Linked DNA regions of Mus musculus: region 1 is linked to region 2. A link is a contact called in public promoter capture Hi-C data. All regions are on one chromosome and are shown on one strand. The core of a region is the stretch at or near the end of the contact, and the rest is flanking DNA. Distances in the headings are between cores, read along the strand shown.

Region 1 (5,591 bases), core at 351-2,850, 240 kb before region 2:
TGAGTGGAGCCCATCTGGAATGGGGCAGAGTATAAACAAACAGAACCACGTGCTCAGATGACCATTAATAACTTGTGTAATTGTTTTCATCCAAGAAATGTGTTTAATTTTTTTATCTATGGTAATGTGATCATCAGAGTCAAAATGCTATGACAGCTGTGGTGGGGCACACCTTTATTCTCAGCAGGTGGATTGCAGAGGCAGGGGGATATCCATGAGTTTGAGGCCAGCATGGTCTACATAGAAAATTTCAAGACAGCAAGGGCTATAGTCTGTCTGTCTGTCTATCTATCTATCTATCTATCTATCTATCTATCTATCTATCTAGGTGTCATTAGGTCCAGTGAGAAAGATGGTTCAGCATGAGAAGGCACCTGCCACCAGGCCTGAGGAGCTGTTAAGATGCTCAGTGTCCACACAGTGAAAGGAGGGACCCGCCCCCTCCCTCCAGGTTGGCTTCTGATCACCACACGTGTGTTCTGGTGTGCACACATTCTCTCTCTCTCTCTCATACACACACACACACATACACTAATAATGAAAAAAATTCAAATTATGAAAAACAAACCCCCGTCATTCTCACATCCTCATTTATGGATAATTTACCTGACAGAACATTTGACAAAGTCTGGAGACATTTTTGTTCGTGCCAGCTGGCAGTCCTTCTGACTTTCATTGGGTCAAGACCAGGGGTGCTGCTAAGCATGCTACATCACACAGGATGTACCCCATTACAAAGTCATCCAGTCTAAGAAGTCAGTGGTCCCCAGTTTGAAAAATTCTGAATGAAATTACGTTAACACACAATGTTTTCTATACAATGCCTGGTAAGGTCTGGAGCACTTGGCAACTAGAAAGCAAATACTGTTGTGTGTGTGTATGGTGCATGTATGCATATATGTATATTCACATATATATATATTCATGTGTGTGTGTGTGTGTGTGTGCCCATGCATAAGTGTGGGTACCCTCAGAAGAGACATTGGATTTCATGGAACTGAAGTTACAGGTATTGGATTGGAGAGCCCTTCTCCCTGCATCATGGGTGCTGGGATTTGAACTCAAGTCCTCTGGAGGAGTGGCAATTGCTCTTGATCCCTGAGCCATCTCTCCAGGCCCTATCATATTTTGGGGGGACAGGGTCTCTTACTGAATCTGGGGCTCACAAAGTAAGCCAGGCCAGGAAACCAGGGAGTCCCAAGGAATCTCCTGACTTTGTTCTATTAGTGACACGATTATATAGGTTTTAGCATGGGTGGTAGCGATTTATCTCTGGGTCATCTTCCCGGCTCCCTTTCAGAGGAAACTGTGTGCAGAGGAGGGAGGACATGGAAGGGTTCTGTGAGTCCACACCTCCATGGTTCTTTTCCAAGGCATCCTGCAGACAGCGTGATGGAGTGAAGAGGTTCACACCAAAGAAGTGGTTTTAGCACCAAAAAAAGCCTTTGGAAAGGAAGGGGTGAGGAGTCTGTTCAGAGCAGAAGTGCAGCCTTGGACTTTGGACTCCTGGGACTGTGGGGGAGGGGAGGGTAAGGGTAACGCTTTTCCCACTAGGCAGTAGCCGCTCTCTTGGCATGAGTTCCAGCTGTTGTCTGGGTCAGCCCAAAGACCTCTGGGCAGTGTCAGATCCAGGACTTCCAGCCTATCCCTCCCTAGCCCACCGTCCACCTACAACCCCCACTTCAGAGGAATGCTCGGAAGATGAGGTCTAGCTCAGCAAGAAGTTAAGTGAGACCCTCCAAGAGAGCTTTGGGTCACACGGTCTGATGAAGCCTCCTGGATGAACTGGAGAGGACCTAAGCAATCCAGGGCAAAGGGCAACCAAATCGGAAACGGATTCAGTTCTACTGAGAGAAGCATTTAGCAACACTCACCGCTTCCCCTGCTGTGTGCCAGGCACTGTTTCCTATGGAGAAGGACGTTTGGAACAGTCCTTACCTGTACTGATCTTTACCTAGAGAACATTTGAACTCCGGCCTTGTCAACACGAGCGTTTGTCCAATGCAAGACATGCCTAGTAGATACATGCCTAAAAATTAGGTCAGGCGTGATGGCACCTGCCATTAATCTCACTGCTTGGGAGGAAGAGGCAGGAGGATCTCTGTGAGTTTGAGGCCAGGATAAATGATCTGCCTAGTGAGTTCCAGGCCAAGCAGAGCTACATAGTGAGATGTGGTATCAAAAATGAATAAATAAATCTAAATTATTTATGTATCTTAGTCTGCACACTTGAGCATTCACACGCAAACACACACAAAGACACAGACACACACACATAGACACACACACACCAAAACAAATGGGGACAGAGATATCATCAAACCTATTTCATAAAAAAATAAACTGGATGAATAGCTCAGTGGTAGAGATTTGTATAGATACTACAGCACACAGGGGAGCCTGCATCAAATTAAATTCCTAATACATACTATGGTGGTTTAAGTGTGGCCAAGCCGGGGAGTGGTGGCACATGCCTTTAATCCCAGCACTTGGGAAGCAGAGACAGGTAGATTTCCAAGTTCGAGGCCAGCCTGGTCTACAGAGTGAGTTCCAGGACATCCAGAGCTACACAGAGAAACCCTGTCTCAAAAAAAAAAAAAAAAAAAAAAAAAAAAAAAAAAAAAAAAAACCAAAAGAAAACAAAACAAATAACTATGCTTGGGCCCGGGAAGTGAATGGCACTATTAGGAGGTGTGGCTTTGTTGGTGTAGGTGTGGTCTTGTTGGAGGAAGTGTGTCACTGTAGTGGTGGGCTTTGAGACCCTCCTCCTAGCTGCCAGTCTTCTCCTGTTTACCTTCAGAACGAGATGTAGAGCTCTCAGCTCCTCCAGCACCATGCCTGCCTGGATGCTGCCATTCTTCCTGCCTTTATAATGGACTGGACCTCTGAACCGTAAGCCACTCCCCAATTAAATGTTGTTGTCTATAAGAATTGCTTTGGTCATGGTGTCTGTTCACAGCAGTAAAACCCTAACTAAAACACACACACACACACACACACACCAAATCTCAGAGATATGAATGCCTTTCTCCACTATCACAGGATTAATTAAATGACCCAGGATCATTGTGACAGACTTTTATGGAGATGGGAGAATAAATAGAGTATAGTCTTTGCCTTCAAAAGCATTAGGGTCTCACAGAGGAGATACAGACAGTAAAAATCTAATCCATCTAACAAATGAGAGGCGGTGACAGAGCCTGCGGGCTGGTAAGGCAATTCTGAGGTTAGTTGTAAGTGGTTGTGTGGGGGCAGTTAGGAAGTCTTCAAGTGGAGAAATGTAGGTGAACTGGTCTTGGAAGATGAGTAGGTAGATGCTGCCTTTACAGGCAGAGATCCTGAGGTCCACTGGGTTAGGCCACGGGATGTGTGTGTGTAGCTCTAGGAACAGATCTGTCTGGAAAAGTTGATAAATTGGGCCCAAACTATTGTGAATGGGCTCAAAGTACTACTGAGCTGGAGAGGGACTCAAGCAGGCAAGGAGAAAACATTATTTAACAACCAGCACGGTGTAGGCAAACCCTGAGCAAGAATGGCTCTGGAGCTAGGAGCAGTTCTCATGGTGGAGACAGGCTGAGTGAGCCACCGCTCAAGTATCCTGGAAACGGGGTATGGATTTGTCTATCCAGCCTCGTCCTCACCTTCTGGAAACAGCTTGGGGATACTTTGTCTGGAAATGCACTTATCTAACCCTAGCTGTGGAAGGCCTGGCCCTACCTCCTCATCTCCAGATACGGATACACATTGAAGTCTGCTGTAGCTGATTAGAACACACAGAGATTGGTACAGCTGAATCAATGAGAATCGTGCCCAGTATGTTGAGACGTGTAAGAAACAAAACAAGATTTGTACTAGGAAAGCAAGAGAAAAGAAAGGCAAGTTTAGATTGTGTCTTAGTTAGGGTTTTACTGCTGTGAACAGACACCATGACCAAGGCAACTCTTATAAGGATGACTCTTAGACGGACAACATTTAATTGGGGCTGGTTTACAGGTTCAGAGGTTCAGTCCATTATATCATCAAGGCAGGACCATGGCAGTGTCCAGGCAGGCAGGGAGCAGGAGGAGCTGAGAGTTCTACATCTTCATCTGAAGGCTGCTAGCAGAATACTGGCTTCCAGGCAGCTAGGATGAGGGTCTTAAAGCCCACACCCACAGTGACACACCTACTCCAACAGGGCCACATCTTCTAATAGTGCCACTCCCTGGGCCAAGCATGTATAAGCCATCACATATTGGATCTGAAGGGGAGTGAATATTTCTATTTGCATCTGCGGGGGAAACAGTAAGGCATGGTGACCTATGTCTGTCTCAGCCCTCAGGATGCTGAGGGCAGGAGGATTGCTCCAACTTCAAGGCCAATCTGCTCTACATAGTGAGTTTCAGGTTAGTCTGGGCTCAGAGTGAGACTCATCTTTTTAAAAAAGTAAATAAAAACAAGGGTAAAAAGAGGCTGTGTGTATCTTAGTTGGTAGAGTGCTTGCCTAACTGGCATTATGAGGCCTAGGTGTGACCCTACCACAGCATAAAGGTGGGGATGGTGTCCTATGCTTGGAACCCCAGTGTTGAAGAAAAGGAGGAAGGAAAATCACAAGTTTAAAGGTCATCTCAAGTGAGTTCTAGGCCAGCCTGGGCTACATGAGATGGACTCAGCCCATAGACAGTTAGATAGATAGATAGATAGATAGATAGATAGATAGATAGATAGATAGATAGATAGAGGTCCAGCTTGGTGGCACTTGCATGTAATTCTATTGGTAACAATACTGGAGCTATCTAAAGCAGGATTGCTGAGAGTTCAAGACCAGCCTGGGCTATTGAATGAGACAGTCTCTAAATAAAAGAACTAAAGAAAAGAAAAAAAAATGACTTGGGTGTGGTGGCGTAGCCCTGGCTGTCCTGGAACTCACTTTGTAGACCAGGCTGGCCTCGAACTCAGAAATCCACCTGCCTCTGCCTCCCGGGTGCTGGGATTAAAGGTGTGCGCCACCATGCCCTGCTTGTGGCAGAATTCTTGAGTTAGCCAGGCCATGGAATCTCTGAGTTCAAGGCTAGCCTGATCTATAGAGCAGGTTCCAGGACAACCAGGCTATACTAAAAAACCTTGCCTCAGCAAAAACAAAACAAACAAACCAGAAAAACAACAAAAACAAATCAAAAAAACCAAAAAACTGTCCTTGAGCTAGATATAGCGATACTTACTTATAATCCCAGAACTCAGGAGGACGAGACAGGCAGATAGATCTGTGTAAGTTCCAGGCCGGCCTGGTCTATATATTGAGTTCCAGGCCAGCCTGGGCTACACTGTCTCAAAGATATAAAATGATAGAGGAACTCTGGCCTACACACCCTTACATCACACACTACCCCTGCCTCAAATATACACACTCTGAAGAGCTTTACAGTGTGATTAAAAAAGGGTGGGGCGCCAGGTGTGGTGGTGCACGCCTTTAATCCCAGCACTTCCGAGGCAGAGGCAGGCGGATTTCTGAGTTCGAGACCAGCCTGGTCTACAAAGTGAGTTCCAGGACAGCCAGGGCTATATAGAGAAACCCTGTCTTGAAAAACAAAAACAAAAACAAAAAAGGGTGG
Region 2 (5,094 bases), core at 184-2,683:
GACATTTTGGTTCAAGTAATTATCAGCGCAGAATGATATGTTTTACAGTCAGTAACACACTAGGAAGACACTCACTAGGAAGAACATGACAGATTTTATCCGAAGACTAGTGATTTAGAGCACAGGGTGGAGGCTGGCTGATGTCCATTACCTGAGTGAGCTCCCCCATCGTGCCCGTGGCAGCATTGCTGGTCTCCTGAGCCCAGTAAATACCTGTCTGGAGAAGGACTGATTCCTCCTCCTCTGAGTCTCCTTACCCTCTCTCAACATCAGTAATCGTCACCAGCCTGGGGCTGGGCCACCCTTTGGCAGTTCCAAGTGATGGGCAAACTGCTGAGACAGGTGGAGAGCTGAGCTCAGTCAGTTCACTGCTTGCCTAGCTGCCTCTAAGTGTGAGGTCCTCAGGTGGATTTGGTGGTGGTGGTTTTTTTTTGGTTTGGGATGTTCGTGTGTGCGTGCGTGCGTGCGTGCGCGTATGTGTGTGTTTTTAAGACAAGGTTCCTTTGTATAGCCATGCTGGCGCTCCTCTGTAGACCAGGCTGCCCCTGAACTCAAATAGATCTACCTGTCTCTGCCTCCCCAGTCCTGGGATTAAAGTCATATGCTGCCACTTCCAGGAGTCATGACTATTATCCCTAGCAATGCAAAAATAAAAAATAAACTCAACAATGGAGGCTGGGGATGAGGGAACTTCCTGTAATTTCAGCACTGTAGAGTCTGAGGCAGAAGGATCACTTGAATTTGAGGCCAGCCTAGGCAACTCATTACTACCATGTCTCAAAATAAAAGTGAGAGATGATTCGGGCAGTGGTGGTGAACGCCTTTAATCCCAGCACTCGGGAGGCAGAGGCAGGCGGATTTCTGAGTTCGAGGCCAGCCTGGTTTACAAAGTGAGTTCCAGGACAGCCAGAGATACACAGAGAAACCCTGTCTCGAAAAATAAACCAAAAACAAAAAATAGTAAGAGATGAAAAAAATAAATAGCAATTTAGCTGAGGGGTAAAACCCTGGACGCACGTGAGAGGTTCTGGGTTTAGTCCTTAGAACTGTAAATACAAAGAAACCCAATTTTTAAATGTTTTAAGGAGGAGAACCACATGATTTTCTGGTAGGAGTATACAGGATTAATGAGAGTCTAGGCAAGCTCTTCCAAGGCTGGACATAATGAGGCCCGAGTCAAAGTAGCAGCAGTGGTGTTAGAGTCAGGGACGAGGCTGGAGTTAAAGAGTCTGTCTGGCAAGATTTGACAGCTGTTGGAACTGAGGGCACAAAGCGGAAAACTAGCAGAAGAGCTGGGTATGCAGTTTAGTGACAGAGTGCCTGTCTACCATGTCTAAGGGTCTATTTTAACGTCCACTGTACAAAAGAAAGGGAAGGAAATAGACGCAATCACCACTTCACTCAAAGGCAGGAAAAAGAGGAAGAGGTCTAGTGTAGTGCCCAGTCCCCATGCAGTGTGCAGGGTGACAGCCCTGACAGGGACAGAGCATGGGGTAAGACAATGGCTTCTGTATTGTTTGGGTTTGTTTATTGGAACAGCATCCTGCATTCCAGGTTGACCTAGAACTCCTGGCCCTTCCTGCCTCTTCCTCTCAAGTGCTGGGATGGCAGACATGTGACATTATACTCAGCTCAGGAATAAAAATAGCATGGTGATTATTGCAAACATAATTAATTCAATGGGGAGGTCTGCACAGTAGAGGTGCCACCAGGTGGTGGGTCAGCATCTGCAGAGACCAGTGTACCGGTGGTACTTTCAGATACCAGTGTGTTCAGGTTAGTGCGCAAGACTGATGAGAGAGGAAACAAAGGACACTCGTGTGACATGTTAGGTCATCTGAATGTAGAGACATTTGGGAAGATCTGCTTTACCTAACCGACTCCATCAAAGTCCACATAGGCACAACCCTGATTAGCTTCAAAGAGCACATGAGAGAGGTTGTGTTCATTGTGGTACGGTCAGAAGATTGCATAACCTCCCATTTAGTGGTACCTCTGGTGATTGCTGGGTACACGGGGCAGATTCATGTTACTATATACTTGGTTTATGCCAATAATTTGCTTCTGAAAGACTAAAAGGCTATAAAAAAAAAATAAACCCCAACTCTATAATGTGCAGATTTCAGCAAGAGCCATCCATTTCTGGGTCATCAGGCCACTTTCTGTCTCATGCTGTGTGCTGGCTCTGTTTTAGTCAGGTGAATTTTATGAACAGGTCTGTCCTATACTTGAAGCAGTATTTACTGTGTGTTGAGCATTTGCAGCAGTAGCTCTCAGCCTGCGGTCAAGACCCCTTTGAAGGTTGAACAACCCTTTCACAGAGGTTGCCTCAGACCATCAGAAAATACAGAAATTTACATTAGGATTCATGCCTGGGGCAAAGTTAGAGTTACGAAGCAGCAAGGAAATAATGTTATGGTTGGGGTCCCCACAGCATTAGTAGCTGTGTCAGAGGCTGCAGCGAAAGGAAGGTGAGAACCTGCCCTCCAGTTATTGAGGAAGGGCTGAAGAGACGGCTCAGCAGGTAGAGAGAACACGTCGCTCTTCAGAGGACCCAAGTTTGGCTCCCAACACCCACATCAGGCAGGCAGCTCACAACCACTTGTAACTCCAGCTCCACGGTATCTGACATCCCCTCTGTTCTCCATAGGTACATGCGTGCATGTGCACACACATACACACATGTGTAGATGTATATAAGCAATCATCTGGTTTTATACCCATAAGTAACACAGATCTGTAAAGTTATGAAGGAGAGGGTCCATGGAACATAGTAGCAAAGGGAATCAATGTAAGAAGGGTTCATTGACTTGGGGTGAGGTGAGCTGTTTCATCTTCTGGCAGTAACTGCTAAGTGGTCTGGGCCTCTTGAAGTTTACAATGGGAAACCTGTCAAAGTCATGCCGAAAATACCCTTATTTTACTCCTTTCTGATTAAAACACATGTCTTCACCCCTTACTATGAATATTAATTTTTCATGACTTATATAGTTTTTTATTGATGGACACTTTCACTACAGGATTTATGAAGCTGGGTCGGAGAATAGCGCAGCAGTTGTAGCCGTAGAGACCCACTCAATACACAAAATCGAGGAAGGAATTGGTAAGTCTTTCTGCCATTCTACCCAGTACCTTTGACTTCAGCTTGTTGGTGAGTTTGTGCATGTTTTTGCTGTGAAATCTCTGGAGATAAAACCCAGAACCCTGTCCAAGCCAGCAGGATGTTCACTGCTGAGCTGGGCCCCCAGCAGGATGTTCACTGCTGAGCTGGGCCCCCAGCAGGATGTTCACTGCTGAGCTGGGCCCCCAGCCTGAGTTTGCTGGTCTTTTGTGCCCTATTTTCTGTCCCAACCAACCCAGTGTACCAACTGATAATGCCACTTAAGATGGCAGACTTGGCAGGCATGATGGAGCATACCTTTAATCCCAGCACACAGGAGGCAAACACAGGCACATCTCTGAGTTTCAGGCTCTTGGACTACATAGAAAAACTCTTGTCTAAAAAAAACAACTAAGCTGGGTTGTGGGTGCACATGCCCTTTATCCTAGCACTGGGGAGTTTGAGGCCAGCCTGGTTTACAGAGCAAGTTCCAGGACAGCCAGGGTTTCATTGAGAAACCTTGTCTCAGTGATACAAAACCAAACCAAAAAACAAACATACAAAAAGATGGCAGACCTGTAACTTGATCACTTAATATCAATATATTATAGTAGCCAAAAAGTTTGGGTTTTTTGGTCTAAAAAGAATCCTGCAAGAGTGCAGGACATCTGTCTTTGAGTCCGAATGTTCGTGGTGTTGACCAGCCCGGATCGAATTTAAAAATGAGTGATGTTGAAAAAGGCAAGAAGATTTTTGTTCAGAAGTGTGCCCAGTGCCACACTGTGGAAAAGGGAGGCAAGCGTAAGACTGGACCAAATCTGCATGGTCTGCTTGGGTGGAAGCCAGGCAAGGCTGTTGGATTCTCTTACACAGATGCCAACAAGAACAAAGGCATCACCTGGGGAGAGGACACCCTCCCTGATGGAGTATTTGGAGAATCCCAAAAAGTACATCCCTGGAACAAAAATGATCTTCACTGGAATTAAGAAGAAGGGAGAAAGGCAGACCTAATAGCTTATCTTAAAAAGGCTACTAATGAGTAATTCCTCTGCCTTATTTATTACAAAACCTGTCTCATGGCTTTTAATGTATACCATAATTTAATTCATACACCAAATTCAGATCATGAATGGCTAACAATGTTCTTGTTGGGCAGTCCTGATTTAAGTGAAACTGACTTGTCATAAAGTGGGTACGGTCTTTTTTAAAGCAACAGTTCCAGTTTTATACATGCTACCACTGTTCTCCCTTTCTCAAGATAAGATTGGACTTAATTAGTAATGTTTTACTTTCCATGGATGTCGCCTCAAACCTATTAAATGGTTTTATACTTAAAAAAGGGGGGGGGGGCGGGTGAACTGGCTCAGCTGTTAAGAGTACCTACTGCTCTTCCAAAGGTCCTGAGTTCAAATCCCAGCAACCATGGTAGCTCACAACCATCTGTAACAACATCTGACTCCCTCTTCTGGAGTGTCTGAAGACAGCTACAGTGCATGTACATATAATAAATAAATAAATAAATAAATAAATAAATAAATAAAATTTAAAAAATCTTGCAGAGAGAGGTGGGGTAAAATGCTTAGCTTGAGCCTCTATGTGGGATCCGTAAGCACCATTGGGGGGAAAAACAAACAAATTAAAAAGAAACAAACAAGCACAGGACCTGTGATGTGAATCTGTAAGTCTGGCTATTTGAGCAGTTGAGGCAAAAGACTTACAAATTTAGGATGTATCTATACTGCAGGGCAAGTTCAAAGTCAGAAGATCGGGGGCATAAACTCAATAGTAAAATGCTTGTCTTGCATGTACCAGGACCTACATTCAATCCTTAGTCTTCTGTCCCCCCTCTGAAACTCCTCTTTGTGAAGCTCATATATTTATATGTAAAATATAGAAAGTAATTCCCATCTCAAAAGATCATAGGAAGAATTAAAAATTCTGGGTGTATTGTCTCATGTCTGTAATCCTGGTACTTTGGAAATAGTGGCAGCAAG

Evidence for each region. Capture Hi-C pulls out chosen DNA fragments and counts their contacts.
Region 1: a contact with region 2 is called in a promoter capture Hi-C map of liver. The contact joins two enhancer-like sites. A contact is called at or near these places in 2 of 115 datasets of contacts at active chromatin or transcription factors (embryonic stem cells and pancreatic cancer cells) and 2 of 9 other capture datasets (adipose tissue and liver).

What each region holds. Positions count from the first base shown.
Region 1 is chr4:132,479,395-132,484,985 of GRCm38.p6, reverse strand. No RefSeq gene overlaps it. Among named protein-coding and RNA genes, the nearest start is that of Med18, 18 kb to the right of the region's middle. Within about 2 kb of position 1,600, at least 19 of the 459 cell types and tissues checked have an H3K27ac peak or open chromatin away from gene starts, as enhancers often do. A contact at or near this core is called in adipose tissue and liver, where this site is marked.
Region 2 is chr4:132,243,995-132,249,088 of GRCm38.p6, reverse strand. It overlaps Gmeb1 (glucocorticoid modulatory element binding protein 1), which reads left to right. Exons shown (of 10, transcript NM_020273.2): 3 at 3,021-3,103. It also overlaps the pseudogene Gm13252. Among named protein-coding and RNA genes, the nearest start is that of Gm28874, 8.5 kb to the left of the region's middle. Within about 2 kb of position 1,433, at least 73 of the 459 cell types and tissues checked have an H3K27ac peak or open chromatin away from gene starts, as enhancers often do. A contact at or near this core is called in adipose tissue and liver, where this site is marked.